2 separate regions of the Mus musculus genome follow, and region 2 is linked to region 1. The links are chromatin contacts, called in public Hi-C maps. All regions are on one chromosome and are shown on one strand. The core of a region is the stretch at or near the end of the contact, and the rest is flanking DNA. Distances in the headings are between cores, read along the strand shown.

Region 1 (4,765 bases), core at 856-3,355:
GCACACTAATTTAATCTGATATTAATATGTACATTTATTTGGTGGCTCCTTCACTCCCAAACAGAATATAAACTCAAGAGTCTGCTGCCTTTATTTCTCTTGCTCTCATTACAATCCCCAGGAGCACTCAGGCACAGAATACATATTTATTGATTGAATAAAGTAACCCTTTCTGGCCACCTTGTAATTTCAACACCAGATGTGACCAAAACACCATTAACTAAAAGCAGTATCTTATTTTCATAAATCCATAGAGTATTAGGTTGAGTAACAACTTGGAGATCAATGAACGTCTATGTACCTAGGAAAGATAAGCAATGTGTACAGAGCTCTGTGACTACAGAACTGGAACCAGAGAGAGGCCTCATAGGTCCAAGTTCTTCCAATCAGCAGCCATTTCCTTTCTCTTTAAAATAAGATTATTTTATTCTTTTATTGTTGGGGTTGCACACTGGGCTTTATGCATGCTAGGCCAGTACAGCACAGGGTCTTACTCTGTAGCCCAATCTGGCTTGGGACTTGAAATTCTCCCTCCTTAGCCTCCTGAGTAGCTGGCATTGGTGTACCAAGCCAGAGATGATTCTTATATTGTAGCCCAATTCATGATATATACATTGGAGGGAGGACCTGCCAATAATATTCAAGGTGGAGATAGTCTAAGAGATAAGAGGACAGGCTTTGGAGTCAGGAAAAACAAAACAAAACAAAACAAAAACCACTCCTCCTAACACCTTCCAGCTGTATTGCTTGAACATTCTGTATAGGATTTTGCTCATCCATACCATGAAGCTATCTGGCAAGGCTGTGTAATTAATTAGACTTTAGAGTTTAGGTAAATTTCAAAAAATAAGTACTTGGACATCCCTAGGATTCAGGAACCAGGAACAGAAATAAAATCTGTTTCCTCTTTGACTCCAAAACTACATATACTATGTTTCAGTTACTTTGATAATTTTAAAGTAACATCCAGCCTCCATAAATAAAATCATAATTTCATAAAGACACACTAGCAGAATCTGGTGTTCAAATTATCCTTTTGAAAATTGTCATCTGACTGATTGATAGTCAGAAATAGTCTGATCTTTTTCTTTTCGGTGCGCACTGCGATTCTCTCTCTTTCTCTCTCTCTTTCCCCCTCTCCCTCCTTGTCTCCTCTCTTCTTCCCTTTCCTTTTTCTTTTCTTTCTTTTTTTTTTTTTTTTGGCGTGAATTCATTATTTATAGAATGGCACCAGGCCTCAAGGATACTGTTGGACATCCATCCATCCCTTCTGTCTATGTAAACTAAAATGGAATGGTCCAAGTGGTTGTCTAGTCCCCGGGACCACTCATTCTTTCTTTGTCGCAACGAAAGCAGTATCCTTGAGTACAAAAAGTAAACGCTTGTTAGTCACTCCATGTCGGAGGAGATTTGAAGATGTCTGCCCTGGCAGGTATCACTATATCTAAGGCATCTTTACAGCCACCACTCAGAATCAGGGCGTATAAACTTTGCTCAGATATCTAAGGAGTCACATTTAAGTGTTGCAATACAGCTACAAGAAGGTAAACAATCCAGGAGAAAGTGGATTCTGCTGTTGAAGTTTGTTAAAGAAACCGGAGCAGGGAACAGATGCCTCCACCTTCCATTTCAGCCCATGTAGGGAGAGCAAAGCTACTGCAACAGGTCCCTAGAGTTCAGCAGTCAGACAGAACCGAGCAAGTACAGCACGGGACCTGCTCAGGGCCTCGAGCTTTCAAATCAGACTTTGGGAGACCTGAGGTTGGGGGAAGGTCAGCGCCCTCTGAGCCCAAGTCAGTTCTCCAAGGCTCCTGAAGCCAGGCCCCATGGTCTTTGCAACTCCGGGACCTCCAGAGAAAGGTGGCAGGGCCGCTTCCCCTTTCCCAGGGTGCCGCTCCACGTGGCTGCTTGCAGGACAAGCCCTGAGTTCCAGGCCTAAGTCCTCACCTTTCCTACCAGGTCCACAGCTACTTAACCAGCTCCGGGGCTTCCTTCATTCCGCGCTGTGCGCCGCCTTCTCCCCCTGGGAACTTGACTTGAGCTAGGTCGGCTTCCCCTCCCTTTGGGAAGTTGTCTCTCTCTTCCACCCCCACCCCCACCGCATCATCGCCTCACCCTGCCGCCGTCCCCTCCCTCCGATCCTCCCACTTTGCATGTCCACTAGCCTTTTCCCCGCCCACTGACCCTAAGTCACTCCCACTCAGATTTAAAACCACTCCCTGTGAGCCCGCGCCAGCTCTGAAACCCCGCCCATTAGGTTTCTGCTCTGACAGGGAGGATTTTAAGTCCAGGCTGAACTCCCACCAGCTGGAGGCCCTACTCAGGAGCAAGCCTGAAGTTTGCAGCTAAACTGCTCTCAGAGGCTGAGTTAAGAGCCCACCCAGTCTACATCCTAATTATCCCATTTCTCTTTGGCTCAGCTGATGTGAAATCCCCAAGGAGAAAGTAAGCTACTGGATTTTGCCCAGGTCTCAATTACAGACTCCTTGAGTAATTTTTTTTTCCTGTGTCCTCCAAGACAAGCACTGCCAATTTGATGTCATGCTGCGTTTTGTATCCCTATGATTAACACAGGGAATTCTGGCTTTCTCTCTTTTGTTGATTGTTTTGTTTTGGTTTTTTTTTTTCGTTTTCCTGGACCTGCTTGCTGCATTTAAAACTTGAGTGCTGTACTAGACCACATGAAGCAGCCCTACTACTTGGCATCACTGAACCAAGCTCAGTCAATATGCACTAGTCTGCAAATCATGGTCTTAGGAGCCGCTGTCACCATACAAAGTCTTACCTGTCTGCATTGAACTCCCATTTCATTTTAATCTGAAATCCGAGGAAGAGGAAGAACTTAGAGCAGTCATTTCTAAGGAAGACAGGTTTAGAGCTAAGAATCAATGGCTTATGAAGGCAGTTCTGTTACACTTGGAAACCAACCTGTTTCTGCTTAACGTTTAAAAATAGAGTTTTACTTGTTTAAAGGTTGTTACATTGTATTGTGTGTAGGTGAAAACGGTTTTCCTCGGAATTTCTTTCACTATATGGGTTCTGGGATGGAATTCAGATGGGCAAATCACCTTTATCTGCGAAGCCAGTCTGCAGGCAGTTTTTCTCTGATTACAGACAAGGAAACAGACTTAGAGAAGGCTCTTCAAGTTCTAGGCCAGGACTAAACTGCAGTTTAGTTTATATCAACCATGGTACCATATCTTCTTAGGGAGCTTTGATTGGAAGGCAGAAAATACTTTTATTTAAGTCAGAAGGAAAGAAAGAAGGAAAGTTACACAGTTCCCTTCTCTTTCTTTCCTCGATTACTTCTCTTTTTAAGCAATGCTACAGTAGGAGAAGCCCTTGATAAGGGGGTTAGTAAGGGGCAGATATTGAGAAAAATTTAGCTAGGTAAATCCTAGAATAAACATAGGGTCTCAAACTAAGAGAGGGGGAGAATAAATGTGGAAGTTAGGAAGAGCAGAATGCCCTCCCATGAGTAAGTCTTGCCTTTGCGTCCTGGGAGACTTGAATATTGTTCCCATGAGTGGGGCTCACACTGGGATGATATAATGAATAGATGGGTCGAGGGAGGCTTCTGGCGTGATTTCAGGGCTGGCTACCACTGTTCATTGCTCACACGGTAACCATGAAGCCGTATAAAAGTGTGCCTGGCAATGGTTGTTACGGAGAGGCCTAAGAGTCCATTACTTATTATGTTCTGTATTTTAGCAGTCCACTCTCCCAGGGATGAAATTATGCACAAGGTTCATGTTAAAAACGGACTTCAGTTTTTTTCCTTTAGGGAAATGATAAAGTTCTCTACCGCCCACATTAAACCCACCGAGCAGCATTCAGATTTCACATGCGGACTCTTTCTTCTGTGGCATTTTACACCTTAAAAAGATCGCAGGAAAGGAGAATGACCATAAGCTTTCATTATCATTAAGGGAATCATGAAATCGCAAATTAATATGTAAACCATTTATTTATATTTAAACACCCCTCCCCTCAGTAAAGTGCGACCATAGACAACTGTGAAACACTCTAGCATGTTGGGTCTAACTGTATATTGTTGTCTTGATGTATATTGTATGTTATTTGTATGCTGCTGCAAGTTGAATAACGAATAACGTCGAAGTTTAAAAATAAATTAAATAGTGGCTGGAGAGATGCTCATCTCTTACTCTTATAGAGGACCCCAGTTCAGTTTCCAGAACCCAGGCTGGGCATCTCACAGCTTCATGTAACTCCAGTTCCAGAGGCTCCAACATCATTCTCTGACTTCCTTAGGCACCTTTACTGACACGTACAGACCCATACACAGACACACATATATATAAAAATAATAAGATATTTATTTACTGTGATTTCATATATAAGTATTATATTGGCATTATTTCCCCTGTCTTGTTCTCCCTACAACTTCTCCCATGTACTACTCTCATTTCCTTCTCAAATACACGGCTTCTGAATTTTTGATGATTATTTTCATATATCCACATACATTATAAGTATAATCTGCTGAGTTAGCTTAGTTTCACTCATATGTTATATGTTACACTCATATGTTATATGTGTGTAGACCACTTGGGTTGCACCAGTTGTTTGGGAGCTCTTTCCTGGAAAAGATTGGTTCTTCCTCTCTCAATAGTCATTCATTTTAACACTTCATCTATGAGTAAGACCATGTGAGATTTCTCACACTCATGTGGGCATGTCACTTGGTATTGTCATTATTGAGCCTTGTTTAGGCAGCCACGCTGTTGACATTTTATGGGTGGGC
Region 2 (4,765 bases), core at 614-3,113, 76 kb before region 1:
GGCTTTATTAGAAAAGAACTTCATGGCTGGATCTCTTCTAAAGAGTAGTGTTTACAAACAGACTGTCATTTCCAATAGACCTGACCTTTTCTTTAGATAAGTAAGCATTATTTTCTCTGTTTAGGCCGGAGAAAAAAAGAAATAAAAGGTACATGAAATAAAAGGACTATATATAAGGCAAGCATTTCTCTTTTTCTTTGCATTATAACATGAATTAATTAAATTGTGGCCTTTGTTATAATAACTGTAATGATTCATTAAACTATATTATGTAATATATTTTTACTTTTATAATTGCATTTTTTATAATTCACTATTGTTATATGTTCTTTGATAGATTTTCAAAAACACAACATAGTTAACAGTAAAAATGGAGACCAGAAAGCCAAAGTCAGAAAAAAAATGATATATTTTGTTTACATAAATAAGTGGAAAACACATAGGTAACCTTCGAAATTTCTTTATTGTTGTGAATTGGTAATTTTATTGCAGTCTCCTTTGGGAAAAAATGTCTCAAAATTTAACTTCCCTTGTTGCAAAAGTGATTTTAAAATGCCATATTATTCATTAAGCATTAATTAAAGAACAGCAGGATAATTAGTAGGATCATCAATATTACAAGAAACATTAGGTTGCTCCAGAAGGGGCAACTTAGCTAGAAACACTTTCATTTTTCTCAAGTAGTGCAGATCACAGAGTCAGGGTTGGGGAAGACATCCAAAATGATTCTTAGGGGATATAGTTTTAAACTACTGTTTGGAAACATGCTCTTTTATCAATATTTATTTTATTAAGGAAAGACAATGGGACTCACTTGAGCCCTGTGGCCCCCACCAGAGATGTCCCTGTGGTAGTTATCCAGCTTCTCATAGGAGAGAAGTGACCATTCACCAGTTCTATGTAGACTGGATTAATGTCTCCAGTAGATTTGAAATCACCAACTATTCTCTGCTCATTGTATCCTCCAGGTCTGGGTTCGTGAACAGCCATCCTATTTAAAAGTCAGCCATTGTTTAGGGTTTTCTATGAGTATCTTGTCAAGCACCCTCTCAGTCAGACCTCTAAGGAGCATCTTAGGAACAATGTTGGTAAGGATGTGTGAGTAGCCGTGACCTCCGTACTTCATCAACCGATGCTTTGTGTGTATGTCATGTGCCATGAGAATCCGATCTTCATAGCCCTCATCCACTAGAAAATGGACCCTGTGTAAAAACATTAACTCATTACATAACAATAGTTTCACATGTGAGATGTTACCTTTCACTCCTGTACATGCTGTGCTTGTAAAGGTTCTGCCTTTCGCCGTGGCATAAGTACCAGGGGATTCTAAGTGAATACCAAGGAGGCATTACTTCAACCTGATATGAATGAGATCCTCATTCTGTGCACACAGAACTTTCTACCGAGTCATATCTCTGACAGTGTCTCCTCTCTCTAAAATGCTCATCGTAGGCTCAATGTTGATTCTCCCTCCCCCCAACCCAAGTCACTGGGCACTTGTGATTAAAATATAGAAACAAAAGGAATCTTCAGATGAGTAAAGTCAGCTGATTTCCAAGTGCAGAGTATGTGCTAAATACAGTCAATGGAAATGGTCTGGCAAAGTTCTCTGTATTCGAGCCATATGCTCCTCTGAAGTCTGCAGGAATTTTGACTTAGTAGTAGTCCCTTAACATTAGATGAAACTGACCAAAAGATCTTTGTCTTCCTTGTCAAAAGGCTGCTAAAATAGCAAGCTGTTCCTTTAAATCTATAGTCAGTTAACTAAAAGACAGCTCCCTAGCTGAAAAAAAAATGTAATCCTCTTTGCCTAGTTAAGAGCTGTAATCTGCAGCATGAGTCACCTCCTGACAGCCACCATCTGTATATGTCTGCACTCTGGACAGTGTCTGTCCCTGACCACTGTGGGCCTTTGATGTCAGAGGTACAACTTGCAAATGATGGTTTTTCCTTGGGATGCTTATATACAAAATCTCGTGAGCATCAAGAGTATCACATGCATGTAGGTGGATGGATCAAGCTCGTCTCTGGGAGCTGACTATTTGAAAGGTCTTCTGTTTTAATAGACAGATAGAGCATTTCTTGGTATTCTCAGGCACAAGTCCTGTTTAATAACTACTGTGATACTCACGGGACACTACACACAAAAATCCAAGGCACGAAAATCTGCCCTCTGAGAACCTTTAAAATAAGTTACAATTGAATACTAGGCCGATTTAAAGGTCAAAGGAATGTAAGTGCCAGAAAGAAGATCTAATTTGGGTGCTCAGTAAAGAAACAGAGTTCACAGGCACACATGGATACCATGTCTGTTTTACAGCTGTATGGCACCTATTTACACCATTTATGCCATTATTTGGCTTCTTAAAACTGGTCCTGGAGTCCTGGTCTGTAGTTACTTTCTAACAAACTATATTTCAGGTGTTAGCTAAGGGAGTTTAATGATCATTTTCCATACAAAGGGAAAAGCCTCATAGGAAACCTGTGCCATTCCGAACCTCGGAATAACATGAACAGAATGGAATGTTCAGGAAGGGCAGCTTTCGGGGTGCTCTTGCTGTCTGATTGATTTTCCTGAGCATTCTCAATGTTTTACATCTTCTCTTATTGTCTGAGAACTGTAGTGCAGATGTAGCTCAGCAAACAAGGTAGCACTCAGGTTTAATGTACCACAGGCACTGGGCTCAAGCTCCAGCACTGCCTAAGAAAAAGTGGTGGAGGCACACAATCCCACTCCGGAGGTTGACACTGGAGGAGCTGGAGCAAAGGGGGACTCCAGGCTCACCATTGGCCTCCAGCCACTTGGGGACCACCCTGGGCTATTTCAGACTTCTTTTGTTGTTGTTATTGTTTTCAAAATAACAAAGGAAAAGCTGGGGTATTTCCTCTTCAAGCTCAGGACATAGCTCAGTGGTAGAGTAGTTGCTTCTCTGAGGACTTTGATACATCATTTCTGTGATAACATATGGTCAGACAAATTCCTGTGACATACCTTTGTTCCACCTTGACACACAATAGTCTTAAGTTGGGAAGTTGTAGGAGAGAGTATGATGGATAAAATTGTTGCAATTAAAAATAAGAACCCTACAAAACTGTAACACTACCCCAGAAAAGGAGAAGAGAAATGACTTAGAAACAGAATCATATGCTGACCATTGGAATGTGCCTGGACATGCCTATGCCAAGGGTTCTCAGGGGATGGCATCATGCAGAAGAATGGGAGTTACAAAGAAGCTGCTAGAAGGGAGGAACCACTACAGACGAGAAGACAAAAAAAATCATAGCAATTATAGCATTACAAATGAGTTCGTGTTTTGCAAACAAATATTAGAGAGAGACTCCAAAGTGTGAAAAAGGCAGAGATATAATAAGATTTGAGAAATGGAGCGTAAGATTGAAAACAGGTGTTAGACACAGAATTTCTGGTGCTGAGAACCAGAGGTAGGCAGAAGCGTGTATCTATGTTCCTGCATTTTGGAGACTGCAGACTCCCATAGCTGTGAGAAGACTATGGATGAACAATGAAAAGCAAGTGCTCAACTCACAGGGAGAGGGGGGCTTGGGCACACACACACAACCCCAAAAGCCATTCAGTTGTTACCATTAGCTAGGTACAGTGAACAAATGCATGGTATTGATTTAAGAACAACTAAGCAAGAAATACACAAGCATACTTACAGCCTATACATATATTTTTTTATGCATACACATACATATTATTCAATATTTAATACTTAAAGTGCTTACATTTGGCTCAATGAGAAATAACCAAAACTAATTATTGTTTTTAAATTAATAGCCCAAAGGAGTTAAGAAGGATTAATTGGGAAGCCATCAGGCATTTTCCCACCACCATGTCCCCCTTTACCAGCCCCCTTTCCTGTTCCAGAAGGCCTGGTCGCCTCACAGAAGGCACAGTGATGCAGAAGGCCCACCCCCACTCAGCTTCAGGAATTAAAGGGAGCTCCAGAGTGGAAACTCTCATCTCCAAACTGAATTAAAATTATACTGAGGACACTCATCATGAAAGACTTATAGAAGATCTATTTGAAAAAACAATTGGTGTGTGTGTGTGTGTGTGTGTGTGTGTGTGTGTGTATTTTGCTGGGAACCAAACCCAACACTTTCCAACAGAACCCTGCATTGCCATTGCTCTAGCACCACGTTTGCTTGTTTTGTTTTGAGATAATGAAGGATGATGACTTACTACAGCGCAGTATTTTAAAATCCAAGTCTGTGGACAAAAAAAGATTCACCTATGGGTGTGGCACAAATTGGTAGGACCTTAGAGAAACCTGTTTGTCTGTCCTAACGGTGTTCCTGACCGTGGAAATTAAAATTACGATATGAAATCAACTATAAGAAGCCACAGAGTCTGAGGAGATGGCACAGCAGGCAAAGCACTTGTTACATATGCACGAAGAGCAAATGTTCAGATCTTCAACACCCACATAGAAAAGGTGGGCACATAAAGTGGTCCACATGTAGTGCCAACCTTGGAAAGTGGGGTCGGCGAATTAGAGTAGCTGAATCCGCAGGCTTTGGGATCAGCAACAGACCTGTTCAGTATATAAGGTGCAGAGCTAGCAAGAAAGACACTCACCATTGGCCTTTGACCTTGACATGTGCATACGTGCCTTGTAGGCATGCATTCTACACAGACATACATAAAAGGAAACAAAAAGAGGCAAAAGAATTTGTTTGCCAAAGAACTTATGCAAGTATCAAAAACAAGTAAGACAGCTTCATTGGCCAGATTGAGGAT

What was found. Hi-C and Micro-C count contacts between places; a contact is called where the count stands out from the background.
Region 2: a contact with region 1 is called in a Hi-C map of the N1E-115 cell line, with 1.8 times the contacts expected there. The contact joins the enhancer-like site here to the promoter of Pter in region 1. A contact is called at or near these places in 2 of 39 promoter capture datasets (both in liver), 1 of 15 datasets of contacts at CTCF or cohesin (CD8 T cells), 9 of 484 Hi-C or Micro-C datasets (LSK cells, the N1E-115 cell line, Th1 cells and 6 more), 2 of 115 datasets of contacts at active chromatin or transcription factors (the SCID.adh cell line and embryonic stem cells) and 1 of 9 other capture datasets (adipose tissue).

Annotation. Positions count from the first base shown.
Region 1 is chr2:12,921,381-12,926,145 of GRCm38.p6, reverse strand. It overlaps Pter (phosphotriesterase related), which reads right to left and starts at 2,105. Exons shown (of 6, transcript NM_001305437.1): 1 at 1,948-2,105.
Region 2 is chr2:12,997,294-13,002,058 of GRCm38.p6, reverse strand. It overlaps Pter (phosphotriesterase related), which reads right to left. Exons shown (of 6, transcript NM_001305437.1): 6 at 1-1,202. The coding sequence ends at 992. It overlaps C1ql3 (C1q-like 3), which reads left to right. Exons shown (of 2, transcript NM_153155.2): 2 at 1-172. Among named protein-coding and RNA genes, the nearest start is that of C1ql3, 11 kb to the left of the region's middle. Within about 2 kb of position 1,863, at least 9 of the 459 cell types and tissues checked have an H3K27ac peak or open chromatin away from gene starts, as enhancers often do. A contact at or near this core is called in the N1E-115 cell line and rod photoreceptor, where this site is marked.